Linked DNA regions of Sus scrofa: region 1 is linked to region 2. A link is a contact called in public HiChIP or PLAC-seq data. All regions are on one chromosome and are shown on one strand. The core of a region is the stretch at or near the end of the contact, and the rest is flanking DNA. Distances in the headings are between cores, read along the strand shown.

Evidence for each region. HiChIP or PLAC-seq counts read pairs in DNA pulled down with a chosen protein or histone mark.
Region 1: a contact with region 2 is called in an H3K27ac HiChIP or PLAC-seq map of skeletal muscle. The contact joins two enhancer-like sites. A contact is called at or near these places in 2 of 2 datasets of contacts at active chromatin or transcription factors (alveolar macrophages and skeletal muscle).

What each region holds. Positions count from the first base shown.
Region 1 is chr17:51,935,203-51,941,486 of Sscrofa11.1, reverse strand. No RefSeq gene overlaps it. Among named protein-coding and RNA genes, the nearest start is that of PTPN1, 79 kb to the left of the region's middle. Within about 2 kb of position 2,011, at least 31 of the 83 cell types and tissues checked have an H3K27ac peak or open chromatin away from gene starts, as enhancers often do. A contact at or near this core is called in skeletal muscle, where this site is marked.
Region 2 is chr17:51,804,314-51,811,231 of Sscrofa11.1, reverse strand. The region is part of intron 1 of LOC110257431 (a long non-coding RNA gene); the gene reads right to left. It overlaps LOC110257356 (a long non-coding RNA gene), which reads left to right and starts at 5,769. Exons shown (of 3, transcript XR_002339850.1): 1 at 5,769-6,538. Within about 2 kb of position 2,606, at least 13 of the 83 cell types and tissues checked have an H3K27ac peak or open chromatin away from gene starts, as enhancers often do. A contact at or near this core is called in skeletal muscle, where this site is marked.

The DNA of each region.
Region 1 (6,284 bases), core at 762-3,261, 130 kb before region 2:
TCCCATATTCCCCAGGTCCCTCAGAGCCCATGCAAAGCCCTTTACAGTGGCCACACAGTCCTGCACATCTGTGTGCTTGTTACTTCTCTCACCTCCTCTCCAGCCACAGGCCTCCTTGCTGTGCCTCAACACTCCAAGCATGCTCCTGCCTCCGGGCCTTTGCACATGCGATTCCCCCCACCCAGAACCTTTCACCCTGCTTCCTCCCAGGGCTAGGTCCTCGTCATCCTGCAGGCCTCACCTCCTCAGAAAGGCCCTCTTGGACACCCCTCTCCTTACAACAGCCCTTCCTTCTCCTCACAGTCTGAACACCGTCTGAAGTTATCTTGACTATTTATTTGCTTTCTTGTTGACTATCTACTGCCTCCACTAGAGTATTAGCTCCTAAAGACCCAGTAGAGGCTGGTCTCCCTGGTTCTCTGCTGTTATCTCCTGCACCAAGGACAAGGTCTAGCAGGTGCTCAGACAATCTTTGCTCCTGAATCCCTGTGTGGCCAATTTCCAATGTCCTTCAGTGCCGCTGTGAATAAAATACAAGTTCATTTAAAGGCGTTCTGACCATCCTGGGGTCAGGATGACTATTTCCTCAGTCAGTGATTAAAACACTGCCTTCATATGTAAAAAAGGGGTGAGGCATGGCTCTTACTAGGCAAACAAGGACTTACAGAGAGAGCCTGGAACAGAGGCAGGGGTCTCCAAGGGCAGGAGCCATGGGGAGTGGCAGTGGGGTCTTATGGGGAAGAGCAGGGTCAGCGGGTAGGGGCTGCAGTGACACTCTATGCCTCGGTTTCTACATCTGCAGAACGGAGATCACAACAGACCACACCTCAGCAGGATTCTCAGCTGCTGTGCTCTTGACATCGGGTGCCGGATAATTCTCAGCTGTGCATTCTCGGGGATGTCCTATGCATCGAGGGGAACTGAGCAGCATCACTGGCCTCCACCCAGTAGATGCCAGGAACATCTTCCCCGTTGTAACAGCACAGAATGTCCCCGGATGTAGCCTAAATCTCCGTGGGGGGGGGGGGGCAAAAATGGCCCCTGGCTGAGAACTGCTGCCTCAGAGTTACCACCTTGGGGGTTGAAAGAGATGATGTGGGTAAAGCACCTGGCACGGAGCCTGGCACTCAGCAGCTTCTCAGGAAACGGGAGCTGCTATCTGGTCAAGAGGGTGGCTGGGTTGGAATCCTGGCTCTGCCACTTAACGAGTTAGCAGTTGGCCTTGGGCAAGTGACTCTAGCTCTCTGAGCCTCTGTTTCTTCACCTGTAGAATGGAATAATAGAGCTCACCGTCTTGGGACTGTCAGGGGGATTAAGGAGCATGTCTCGTCCACAGTAAGTGCTCAATAAATGGGCACTCTGAGGATGAAGAGGAGGATGATGGAGGCTCCCGGGAAAAGGGGGAGCAAGGGAAAGGGCACTTTGCAGGAGTAACCTGGGGTCTCCAGAGTGTGTGGCCCCGCATTGCTGAGGGACATGCAGTCACAACTGCCCACACCTGGGAGGGCAGCTGGCTCAGACCCTCAGCCCCACTGGGCTCTTTAATAATTAAGCTGGATAAGGGGTAGCAAGGCTGGAAGGCCAGCAGTGAGCAGGGCCTGGCCTTGTTTGGCTTTGGTGACGTGATGGCCCTGGGATCATGGCCTTCTTGAGCCCATAAACAGGGGGTTGGGCCCCGAGACAGGCAAGGCCAGGCCAAGGTCTGTGCCAGTGGCCTTGTGTCCGAGTCATACAAGGGATGGAAGAGGGGGTGCTCAGGGGCAGCCGAGAAGGGGGTGCCGTGGAATGAGGGCTGTTTTTCAAGGGTCAGCCCTCACCTCGCCCTTTCTCTCTTTCCTCCCCTCCCCACCCCCTCTTACTGTCACTGCAGTTTAGTGAGCACTTACTGCCTGCAGAGCTCTGCCAGAGCACTTCCTGTGGATGGACTCCCACTGTCCTTAGCCTTGCTCTGTCCCCTCCCCACAGGAGCGAGGCCTGTGACTATGAGCCCCATTGCTCAGGAAAGGAATCAGAGGCGCTGAGTCACACGGGAGGCGGGGGGGTCGGGTGGGCAGGTGCGAAGCCACATCCCAGCCCAGGCCTGGAGGCTCCCCAGCTTGCACTTAACCCCACCGGCCCACCGCCTCTCACCTCCTCCTCTGTTCTCTCCCCCCTCCCCCCCCACTCTCTCTGAACAACTTTCTATTGATGTTTGTCTGTATCTCCAAGTCTCTCATTTTCCACCTCAATTTCCCCTTTTTGCTCTGTGTCTCTCACCCTCTCCCTCACTTTCTTTCTTTCTGGTTCTCTATTTCTCTTCTTCACCTCTCTGCATCTCTAGGTTTGGCCCTCTGTCTGTCTGTCTGTCTGCCTCTCTCTCTTTCCTTTTCTCCCCCACTTCGCCTGCTCCCTCTGACTGCCCCGCCTCCAGGCCCTGTCTCCCTCCAGCCCTTGTCCCGACGCCAGCACATTATGTCCCTGGTCAGACCCTGACGTCAGGCGGGGCCTGGCGGACGGCCACCCGCGGCCGCTGCCGGGCAGGCGGAGGGAGTGCACACTTTCCCGGTCGCCCAGCCCCACAGCCTGGGGCTTCAGTTTGCCCAGCCTGGCCCCAGCTGGCCGGACGGAGAGTGGACAGTGGCGCTTGGTGGCCGCCTGGCCTGGAAACCTGGAACTGCAGATCACCGGCCCTCCCTCCCCATCACCCCAACCCGAGGGTCATATTCCTGGACCTGCCTGCCTGGTCCCCAAGAGGAGACTGTATGGTGTGGGGACAAGACCTGGGTCCGAGTCCTGACTGTGTCACCTTGGACAGTTCACCCAGCCTCTCTGAGCCTCATCTGTGAAAAATGGGGCCATTAAGGCACCTATCTCTCAGGTGTGCAGGGAGAGACTCAACTTGATAGGGGGCTTGCAGTGTGGGAGAGGTGCTTGGCCCACAGCAAGAACTCACTGTCATCATAGGGTCCCATCCAGAAGTCCTCAACAGGGGAAGCCTTGGCCTGGGTGACACATGACTGGGGGCCACAGCTGGTGCTGAGAGGGTAGGGACGTGCCATGTGGGGGATGGCCAGGCACGATGAAGGAACACCCCACCCAAAGAACAAACAGTGCCCCTGCTGAGAAACCCTGCCCAAGCCCAGTTGGTCTCAGGCCCCATCACAGCTTGAATAAGTGGTGAAAAAAATGTAATATTTCTTGTTTGGTTTGTTTGGTTTTCTCCCCTTCTGATTTTCAAAAGCAATGCAATTTCCTTGAAGGACATTTTGAAGGGCACCTGAGAATCCAGGTTTAAAACAGACTTTGGGGTTGGATAAAACTGGGTTAAATCCAGCTGTGTGACCCCTGGCCAGTGGTTTCACCAGCTGAACCTCAGTTTCCTCATCTGTCAAATGGGGATAATAAACATTTAAGTGTTAGAGAGTTGTTGTGGGACTTAAGCAAAACAATGCTTACAAGGCAAAATAGTCTTTTTTTCTTGCCTTTTCTATTCTTTTAATTTTAAATACAAGAGACACAGAAAAGTGCAGAAGAAAACAAGAAGGTCACCCAGAGAGAAACACTCAAAGATTTTTGTGGAAATTTGGCTCAGTTAACTTCTTTGGGCGGAGATGCCTGCTTTTTGATCTTTCATGAAATAAAACCTGACTTGAAGTTTCATTAAAAAAAAATCTTTGTTTATTTCATTATTATTGGGTTTTTTTTTTAATGCATGTATATTGAAATGGTTTGAAGGGTATCCAGTGAACTGCCAGACTCTCTCTGATGGCAGCCTCTGTCTCCCTTTCTTAGAAGCCAACACAGTGAGCAGTTTCTCACACGTCTGTCCTTCCTTCTTTTCCTGCGGTTAAATCCTTTTAGGACACATAGTCTCTAACCCCTCTATTCATTTTGGTTTTGTTGGTGTTTTTCAGTTCGCTCAATTATAAAATATGACATTGTTAAAACAATTAGAATATACAATCAAAAGAAAGGGGAAAAGGAGTTCCCGTCGTGGCTCAGCGGTTAATGAACCTGACTAGGATCCTTGAGGATGTGGGTTAGATCCCTGGCCTCACTCAGTGGGTTAAGGATCCAGCATTGCTGCGAGCTGTGGTGTAGGTTCCAGATGCAGCTCAGATCCTGTGTTGCTGTGGCTGTGGTGTAGGCCGGAAGCTGCAGCTCTGATTCAGCCTCTAGCTTGGGAACCTCCATATGCCACGGGTGCAGCCCTAAAAAGAAAAAGAGAAAGAAAGAAAGGGGGAGATAAGAAAGGCAGAATCACCCGAGATCTCACGGCCCCTTTAGCATTTTAGAGCACATCCCCACAGGCTTTTCCATCACCTGATGTCTGTGCGCACCTTGCAGTCCTAGGGGTCTTTTCTCCTTAGCCCCGACCGAAGCGTATGACGATGTATTTATATTTGCTGATCAGATAATCTGATCATTAGCTGCCTTCTCCACTGTGCAGTGAGTTTCAAGAGATAGGGAGGGTCACAACTGTGTCCCCCACACCCAGCAGAGTGCCAACACACAGTAGGCTTACAATGAATATTTTCCGAAAGAATGAATGAATGGGAGAATTCCCTAAAGGAATTTTACAATATATTACACTATCCTGTGACCTCTTTTTTTCACTCCACATATCGGGTACATCTTTCCACATCTCTAGTTAGGCTGCAAATCTTCATTTTTCATGTCTGCACGGAGGCACCACAACAAACATCTTTTTGATGCTGGCCAGAAGCTTCTGCCCCTAACTGGGAAATTCTTTTTCAAACACAGATCTGTTAACAAATTCCATATGAGCCACCCGTGCCCCAGCCCTTTGGCCATTTACTTTCAGTCTGACACTTCGCTTGTTTCACGGGCCCATTGTTTTGGGGGACGCGTCAGGATTTACTGTCTGTCCCTGACATCATGTTTTTCCAGAGAAGCTTGAGAGTGAAGCACTCAGCCCATCCCCATCCCACTGTTTCTGCCAGTTGCCAGTTCAGTGTTCTGTAGATTTGCTGAAGTTGGGTAACTTGGTGTAACCCTTGCCTCCCTGGCTGCCTCGTTGCAAATAGCACATGCCAAGCTCATTCCTACCTAAGGGCCTTTGCACTGGCTCTTTCCTCTGCCTGAAATACACTTCTCCTGGATATTTGCTCAGCTTACCTAGTCCAGATCTCCGCTCAGTCGTCCCCTTCTCAGACAGGACTTCTTCGGCCATTTTTCTAAATAAGCATCTCTAAGTCACTTACCCAGTTTTACATTTCTTCCTAAAACACTTACCTGGTATCATATTATATCACATTATGTTATATTAATATTTTATGGTTTTCTTATTTATTGTCCACCCCCCCCCCAACTCTGAGGGCAGGAATGTGGTTTGTTATCTAGCCTACAGAAACCCTAGAACCTAAAACAGGGCCTGGAGCATCATAGGCATTCGATATTGGTAGAATCAATACATGTTACTTTCAGGCTTCCAAGTTTCCTTCCTAAGCGTGAAAACTGACTCTTGTTATTCATCCATTCATTCAAGATTTGTCTATTCAGCACCTACTGTGTGCTGAGGCCTGTCTGGGTACTGGCAGTACTACACTGTCTGGGTAAGGCAGACAGGTCCTCCTCTCCAGGGATGTGGTCAGTGGTCAGGGAGATGCACCTACACCTGGATAATAACATCCAGGCTGACTTGCTGGCCTCTGGTTGTGGAGTGAAGACAGGGCTTGTGTTCTAATAGGCATGAGTTTCCAACTCTAACTCAGTCCCTGCAAAACTGGGTAAACTACAAGGCTAAGACAAACAGAAATGATATCCTTGTCATCTTTTTTCTGTCTGCTATTCTTTCATCATAGGTGGAGAAGAAATAAAAAAGTGATGCCAAGAGTTCTTGCTATGGCATAGTGGGTTAAGAATCCAACTGCGGGAGTTCCCTTTGTGGCTCAGTGGGTTAAGAGCCCAACATAGTGTCCATGAGGATGTGGATTCAATCCCTGGCCTCACTAAGTGAGTTAAGGATCCAGTGTTGCTGCAAGCCGCTGCATAGGTCACAGATGTGGTTTGGAGTTGGCGTTGCTGTGGCTGTGGTGTAGGCCGGCAGCTGCAGCTCCAATTCCATTCCTATCCCCAGAACTTCCTTATGCCGCGGGTGAGGCCTAGAGCGGAGCTTGGCTTGCTGCGGAGGAGCACGTTCACTCTCAGCCTGGCACGGTGTGTTAAAGGAGCCAGTGTTATTGCAGCTGTGGCTCAGATTCAGCCCCTGACCCAGAACTTCCATATGCTGTGGGTGTGGCCATAAACTTTTTTTTAAAAAAAGTGATGCCAGAAATCTTTTG
Region 2 (6,918 bases), core at 1,357-3,856:
TCCTGAGTTACCTCCTCCAGGCGGTGGGAAGGATTGCATCTTAGTGATTTGGGGTCCCCTGGAAAAAGGCTGAGGGAAAACCTGGAGCTCCCCAACTTCAGCAGGAGGGAGGCTGGAAAAGGAGCTTGAGAGAGATGAAGGAGGGAGCTACAGTCAAGAAGCAGATTGAGGCCTCAAGCCAGGTAGAGAGACGAAGATTTCAGGGCAGGCTTAGGGGACCGTGAGATCCCCTCACCACTTATGTGGAACTCTAGAAAGCCTCTCCTTAGCCTGTAAGTGCTCTTCCTCTGATGCCTCAGGCTCCACCACTCACTGCAGCCATAATAGCCATCTGGCCAATGGCTGTGATTTGCAAAAATTCCTCCCCCCGCCCATAACCTGGATGGAGTCTGAAAGAAAGTTGAGGGTCGCAGCAGGGTGTGAGACAAGATTCAAACTCAGATCTATCTGACCCTCAAACAGTATTCTTTCCACTGTAGGGATTGGCTTGTCCACTTGGCAGCCATGCAAGATGGGAACGAGAGTTGGGAGGGTCCCTAAGGGGCAGGGAGGAGGAATAAGACCCAGATACTGTTTATCAAGACCCAGCCTTGTGAGAGTCACTGGCAAAGACTTTAGTTTCTAATTTGTAAAATCAAAGTTACAATCCCTTTTTCCTCTCAGGGGTGTGATGGGTTAATCCAGGGATTGGCAAACTTTTTCTGTGAAAAAACAGGTAGTAAATATTTTCACCTTTGGGGGTAGTATGGTCTCTCTCATAGCCACTCAACATGTAGTTGTAGGGTGAAAGCAGTAACAGATGATAAGTAAATGAATGGCCATGCCATGTGCCAATAAAACTTTATTTACAAAACCAAGTTGTGGGACAGATTTGACCTGAGGGCTATGGTTTGTCAACCCTGGGGATAATGAATGCAAATTAGAGACGTGGCGCATAGTAAATGCTCAATAATATTTGATGAAAGAGTGAAATGAGTCTGAGTCTCACTTTCTTCGCCTCCTAAAAAGAAAGCATTGCAATTAGCTATTTGCTGAATGCATCCCTTGTTACTTGGGGTTTCAGGAAGCCAGAAATGGCCCTCACATCATTCCTCCTTATAAAACCCTATGAGATAGGTCTGTCTATGGTCCCATTTTACAGAAACTGAGGCTAAGTGACCAAGGCTGTGGAGCTGGGATATGACAAAGCTGGGATTTCTGAAACTGAGCCTGGGGCTCTTTATACTCTGAAATTTGGAGACTGAGACCAAGACCCTGGAGCTCACATTGGACCTGGAGCGGGGTCTGGCTCTAGATCCTCAGCTCAATCCTCCCCAAGCCAGGGGTTTGCCGCCTGCACCCCCTCCTGGACAGTGGGTCAAATATGCAAGAGACGAGAGAGAGAGGTGGGGGGGGCAGAGAGGCAGAGAGAGATAAGACAAAGAGACAGAAGGGCCCAGGGAGACAAAAGAGAAACAGACACGAAGAGAGATGGATCTGGAGAGGAATAACACATCTCCCATCCTCTCTCCCTCCCTGGGACTCCTTCCCAGCCCCAACATGCTCTCTATCACCACTGACTCCTTCCAGGGAAAAAATTATCCATCCCCCATGCAGTTCTGGGTTGGAATCTTGGCTCAGGAACTGACCACTGTGTGATATTAGACAAGGGCTCCCCTTCTCTGAGCCTCATTCTTCCCATCTGTGAAATGAAGATGATGCTGACTTAGGACAGCCTCGCTGGCTGCTGGATCAGATTAAGCAGGGTCACCTGGTACCAACAAGCACATAAGGACCCTAAGTGCCCCACTCCCTGGGCCAGGGACGGGGGCGGGGGTGAGGACACACTGTCTGACCTCAGGGTCTGTGTTCCCCAAGGGGGTCATTATTTATTTATTCATTCATTCTTTCAAAAAACATTTATTGAGCACCTACTGTTTGGCAGGTGCTGTGTAAGGTACAGGGCACACAGTCATGAAGAAGGCAAACAAAAGTCCCTGCCCCGGTACAGCTGATATTGTAAACGAGGAGGCAGACAGGCAACCAACAAGCAAATTAATACAAATGTACCAGGTGGTGAGGAGGGCAGGGGGAGAAATAACTTGGAGTACACAAGGAAAAAAATTCCCCCCACCAGCCCGGGGGGGGAGGTTACCTGTTGTGTTCTTCCTGAGTGCAAGGCACTTTCATTGATTTTGTCACACTGAGTATCCTCAGCAATCCCAGGAAATAGGTACTCTTATTGTCCCATTTTTCAGATAAGGAAATAGGCTCAGAGAGGTGACGCGACTTGCTCAAGGTCGCGCATCTGTAAAGGGGCAGCGCCAGAACTCTAATGGGCCCTGAAATCCTGGGGACAATCAGAGGGGTTTGATCCACCGTGGGATAAGCTAATGCCTCCCCTGCAAGATCCCATGGCAGGGTCTTGAACAGGGCCCAGTCAGACAGAGAATAAGACTTGCATCAGAGGCCTCAGCCACCAGAAGGTTAAAGACCCAGGAATTGGGTCCTTGGGGTTCCCTGGCGGGGCTCCAGCTCCAGCTCCCGCCACCACAAGGCCCCAGATAGGATGACAGCCACACCCAGGCTCAGCCTCTGGCCCGCGCCGCCTGCTGGGAACACAGAGTCCTTGGGACTAGGAGGCTCAAAATAGAAAGCTCAGAGCCTGGGCTGGAGCCTGGAATGCCTGGGCAGACAAGCCGGGACTCCTGGACCAGCCCAAGTACTGCCCGGCCTGGGGCTGGCAGGGCAGCAGAATCATCAGGATCCACCGCTAGGGTCTAGGTCCTGGTTGTTATTCTCCTGAAGCAGCTTCCAAGATGCCAGCTCCAGGATGTGCCTGGACTCCTCTCCTGGCTTAATCCCGGACTAGCCATGTGGACTTGGGTTGGTCACCTACCCCCAGGGACCTTAGTGTCCTTATCTGCCAACAACTCATAGAGTTGTTCATTCAGTCATTCAACAAATGTTGTTTTATTATTTTTTTAATTTTTTTTTTTTGCTTTTTAGGGCCACCCCTGCAGCATATGGAGGTTTCCAGCTAGGGGTTGAATCAGAGCTGTAGCTGCTGGCCCCATAGCCATGGCAAGACCAGATCCGAGCCACGTCTGTGATCTACACCACAGCTCACGGCAACAGTGGATCCTTAACCCACTGAGCAAGGCCAGGGATCAAACCTGTGTCCTCATGGATGCTAGTCAGGTTCACATCTGCTGAGCCACAATGGGGACTCTGTCATTCAACAAATGTTTATCAAAAAAAAAAAAAAAAATGGAGTTCCCGTGGTGGCTCAGTGGTTAACAAATCTGACTAGGAATCAGGAGGTTGCAGGTTTGATCCCTGGCCTCGCTCAGTGGGTTAAGGATCTGGCATTGCTGTGGCTGTGGTGTAGGCCAGGGGCTACAGCTCCAATTAGACCCCTACCTGGGAATCTTCATATGCCGCGGGTGCAGCCCTAGAAAAGACAAAAAAAAAAAAAAAGACAAAAAAAAAACAAAACCGTTTATCAAGCACCTATTATGTTCCAAGCACTGTGCTAGGCACTGGAGATATACCAGAGAACAAAACATAGAAAAATCCTTGTACTTATGGACAAGTAAAATCTACAGCATGTCAGAAGGTGATGAGCACCCCAGAGGAACATAAAGCATGGAAGAGGACATGGAATACTAGGTAGGAAGGGGAGAGACCCTGTGGACACTCGGGAGAAGAGTGTTCCAGACAGAGGGACAGCCAGTGCAAAGGTCCTGAGGCAGCATGAGCTTGGGTCATTTCAGAGACACAGGGAGACCAATATGACTGGAAGAGTGAATGAGGAGGAGGGGAAGGCGAGGAGGGCCCTCTGATACAGGGCCTTGTGAGCCAAGGGAAGGACTTAAGGTTGACTGGCAGAGCACTGGGGATCTGCTCAGCAGTGGAGCAAGCGGGCACATCCACAGTTTTACAGGAGCCCATGGCTGAGTATAGAGGCAATTTCTAGAGGGCTGGGCTGGAAGCTTCTGGGCCAGTGTGGATGAGAGGTGATGGGGGCAGAAAGAAGGACTTGGAGGCCAGTCTGGGCCACAGGAGGCCCAGCAGGAAGTTGGCAGACAGAAGGCCCAGCCTGGGACACCGACTGCTTTGTCCAGCCTGAAGCCTACGACCCCCACCCCCGTCTGTGCTGGCCTGTGGCAGCCTTAGGGCTGGGAAATGTGCCTGGAATGTCAGCCACGAGGCCTGGGCCGGACAGTGCCCGTGGGACCCGCCAGGAGGCCAGGCGAGTACCCTGGCCACAGCCCTGCCCACACATGGAATCTCTCAAGCCCACTGACCAGGGTGAGTGGTAATTACAGGCCCTGGAGCAGAGGGGGAAGGGACTGCAAACCAGAGCCTCCCCCACAGCCAACCCCACTCCTATTTACTGAGCACCTATTATGGGCCAAGTCCTTACACACACTATCCCATCCCATCGGCACCTCAATCCTTTGTTTCTGATACCTCCAAGTGACACATCTTGCAAGAAGGAAGCTGACTTGCTTACAGCCCCACAGCATAAGACAACACATGCAGAAACTGGGTTTTGCACCCAGGACCCCAAACTTGGCATGTCTTCTTTGTGGCTATACTGGCAACTCATTGCTCCAGAGACCAAGGTGAGTTAGGAGAAAGAACAGTAGACTGTGAGTCCCCTGGGGCTTTTCTGGAACTGAGCTGTCTCATCTGTCAAAGAACCATTCATTCATTCATTCATTTACAAGTGTTTATTGGGCACCTGCTCTGTACAGGCCATGGGCTGAAAGCTGAGTATAGCAATGAACAATACAGACATGACTCCCCCCAAATGATGGTGACATGCCAGTGGAAGAAGACAGACAAGAAATGGAATAAACAAGCTGGGTAGTCTTCCAGAATAAGCCCTAAGTCCTAGGGAGAAAATGAAACAGCATGAGGTGACAGAAATGAGGGGCTAGCCGGGGAGGGCCTCTCTAAGGGATGACTGTGAGAAGAGCCGCAGGGAGAGCTGAAGGAAGAGGGCTCTCTATTCCAGAGGGAAGAGCAAGTGCAAAGGCCCTGAGGCAGCACAATTAGGAGTTTTGTGTTAGTGTGTTTGTGGCACAGGGAGGTCAGTGTGGCTACAGCTGAGCAGAAAATGGGGGAGAGCGAGTGAGCCAGGGTAGAAGAGGGAGTGAGGTTAGAGAGGTCTTGGAAGTGGCAGTGGTGAGGGGTGATCCCCCAGAGCCTTGTGGCTGCTGTAAGAACTTTGGCATCTCCTCTGAGAGCAGTGGGAGCCATGGAGGGTTCTGAGCAGAGGAGGGATAGGCTCTGTCTTGAGTTCTAAGGGACTCTCTCTGCCTTAGGAGGCAAGAACAGAGGCAGGAAGTCCAACAAAGAGGTAACCGCAAAGGTCTCTCGGAAGAAGGTGGTGCTGGACCAGGGTGGGGTAGTGGAGGTGGCCCCCTGCAGATCTGACAGCTCGTGTAGACTAGTCATGGGGCAGGAGAAGGAAACCCAGGTCTGGAGCCTGGGGAGCCAGGGAGCCGCAGTCACCATTAATCACTGCAGCAAGGAAGACCCCACATTTGTGGTGAGGGCAGGGGTTCCCTCCTGGGCACAAGGCCCAACCCATGGTGCAAGAAACACTTCGTCCCCTATACCCCTCAAGCACAGAATCAGTGAAGAGACCCCACGGACAGGTGGCCCTAGCATCTGGGACCCCAGGAACGAGATGCTATCTCCCTGGCGAAAGCCCTGCAGATACAGCTCCCTTGGACCCCCCCCCCCAACCTCTCACCCCCAGTGAAGGAACTCATTCTTCTTTGCTGTACTCTAAGCATCCCCCTGGCTCCCTGGAATCCCCAGAGGCAGCAGAATTGTCTGTCCTTCCCACCCATCTACCTCCCTGCCAGCCAAACAGGGCTGAAGAGGACTCTCAGCCAGCTCTTCCTCCACACCTCTGTCCAGGCTGTTTCCTTTTCCCTCTTGCCCTGTCTACACCACCACCCAGCTCCTATTCATCCCACCTAGAAGCCTTCAGAGATGGTACCCAGCATCACCTGTGGGCCCCGCGGCTGGTCCTCATCATTTCACACTCCCCCATCCCTCTTGTCATCATTTGGTTCTCTGGTCCTTAGTTCCTGTTTCATAGATGAAGGAACTGAAGTTCCGAGAGAGGGGGAAGGTTCTCAAGGTCACAGGCAAGGTCAGTGGCAGTGCCAGGATTCAAACCTAGGCCTGTCTGATTCCAGACTTCTTAACCTCAGACCGGTACAGCTGCTGGCTTAGGAGGGTGAAGTCGGCCCAACACAAGGGTTTGGGTGCAGGCCATTTATTTAGGAGACGATCCCAGAAACATCACTAGGGAGTGAGGAAGTGAGGCAAGGAAGGGGGTGAGTAGGTTGCCGCTGTGGGCTCAGCCCCCAGGAACCTGGGGGAGAAGGGGCAGAGCTGCCTTAGTGTTGCCCCACCCCAGGGTGAGGAAGCTGGGTTTTTACACATCAGTTCCCCCTCTGCTGGAGAGGCTCTCACTCTCCTGCAGCCAGAGGAAGCCCTCGGGCAGAGAGACTCAGGACAGCGGCCACAGGTATGACCTCCCAGGCGGGCACTGTGAGTACCCGGGACTGTGACCATCCCAGAAGTGTCCTCTATCCTCTCTCCCCTCCACGCTGCCGACCCTGGCACTGCCCCAGACTCTCTGACCCACAAACATAAGCCTGAGAAACCAGAGCTGGCACAGGTGGGAAAACTGAGTCCCACAGAGGCCACCCACATGCCATGAGCTCCTGGGGTGGAGAGCGGCCAACTGCACCTCCCTTCTGGGCTCCCCAACTTCCAGAACAGTGCTGGCCCCAGGATACAGACAAGGTCCTTCAGTGGGATGTGGCTGAGCTACATGACTGTGAGCACGTTCCTCCACCTCTCAGAGCCTCAGTTTCCTCATGTGAAGAAAGGGATCATTTAAAA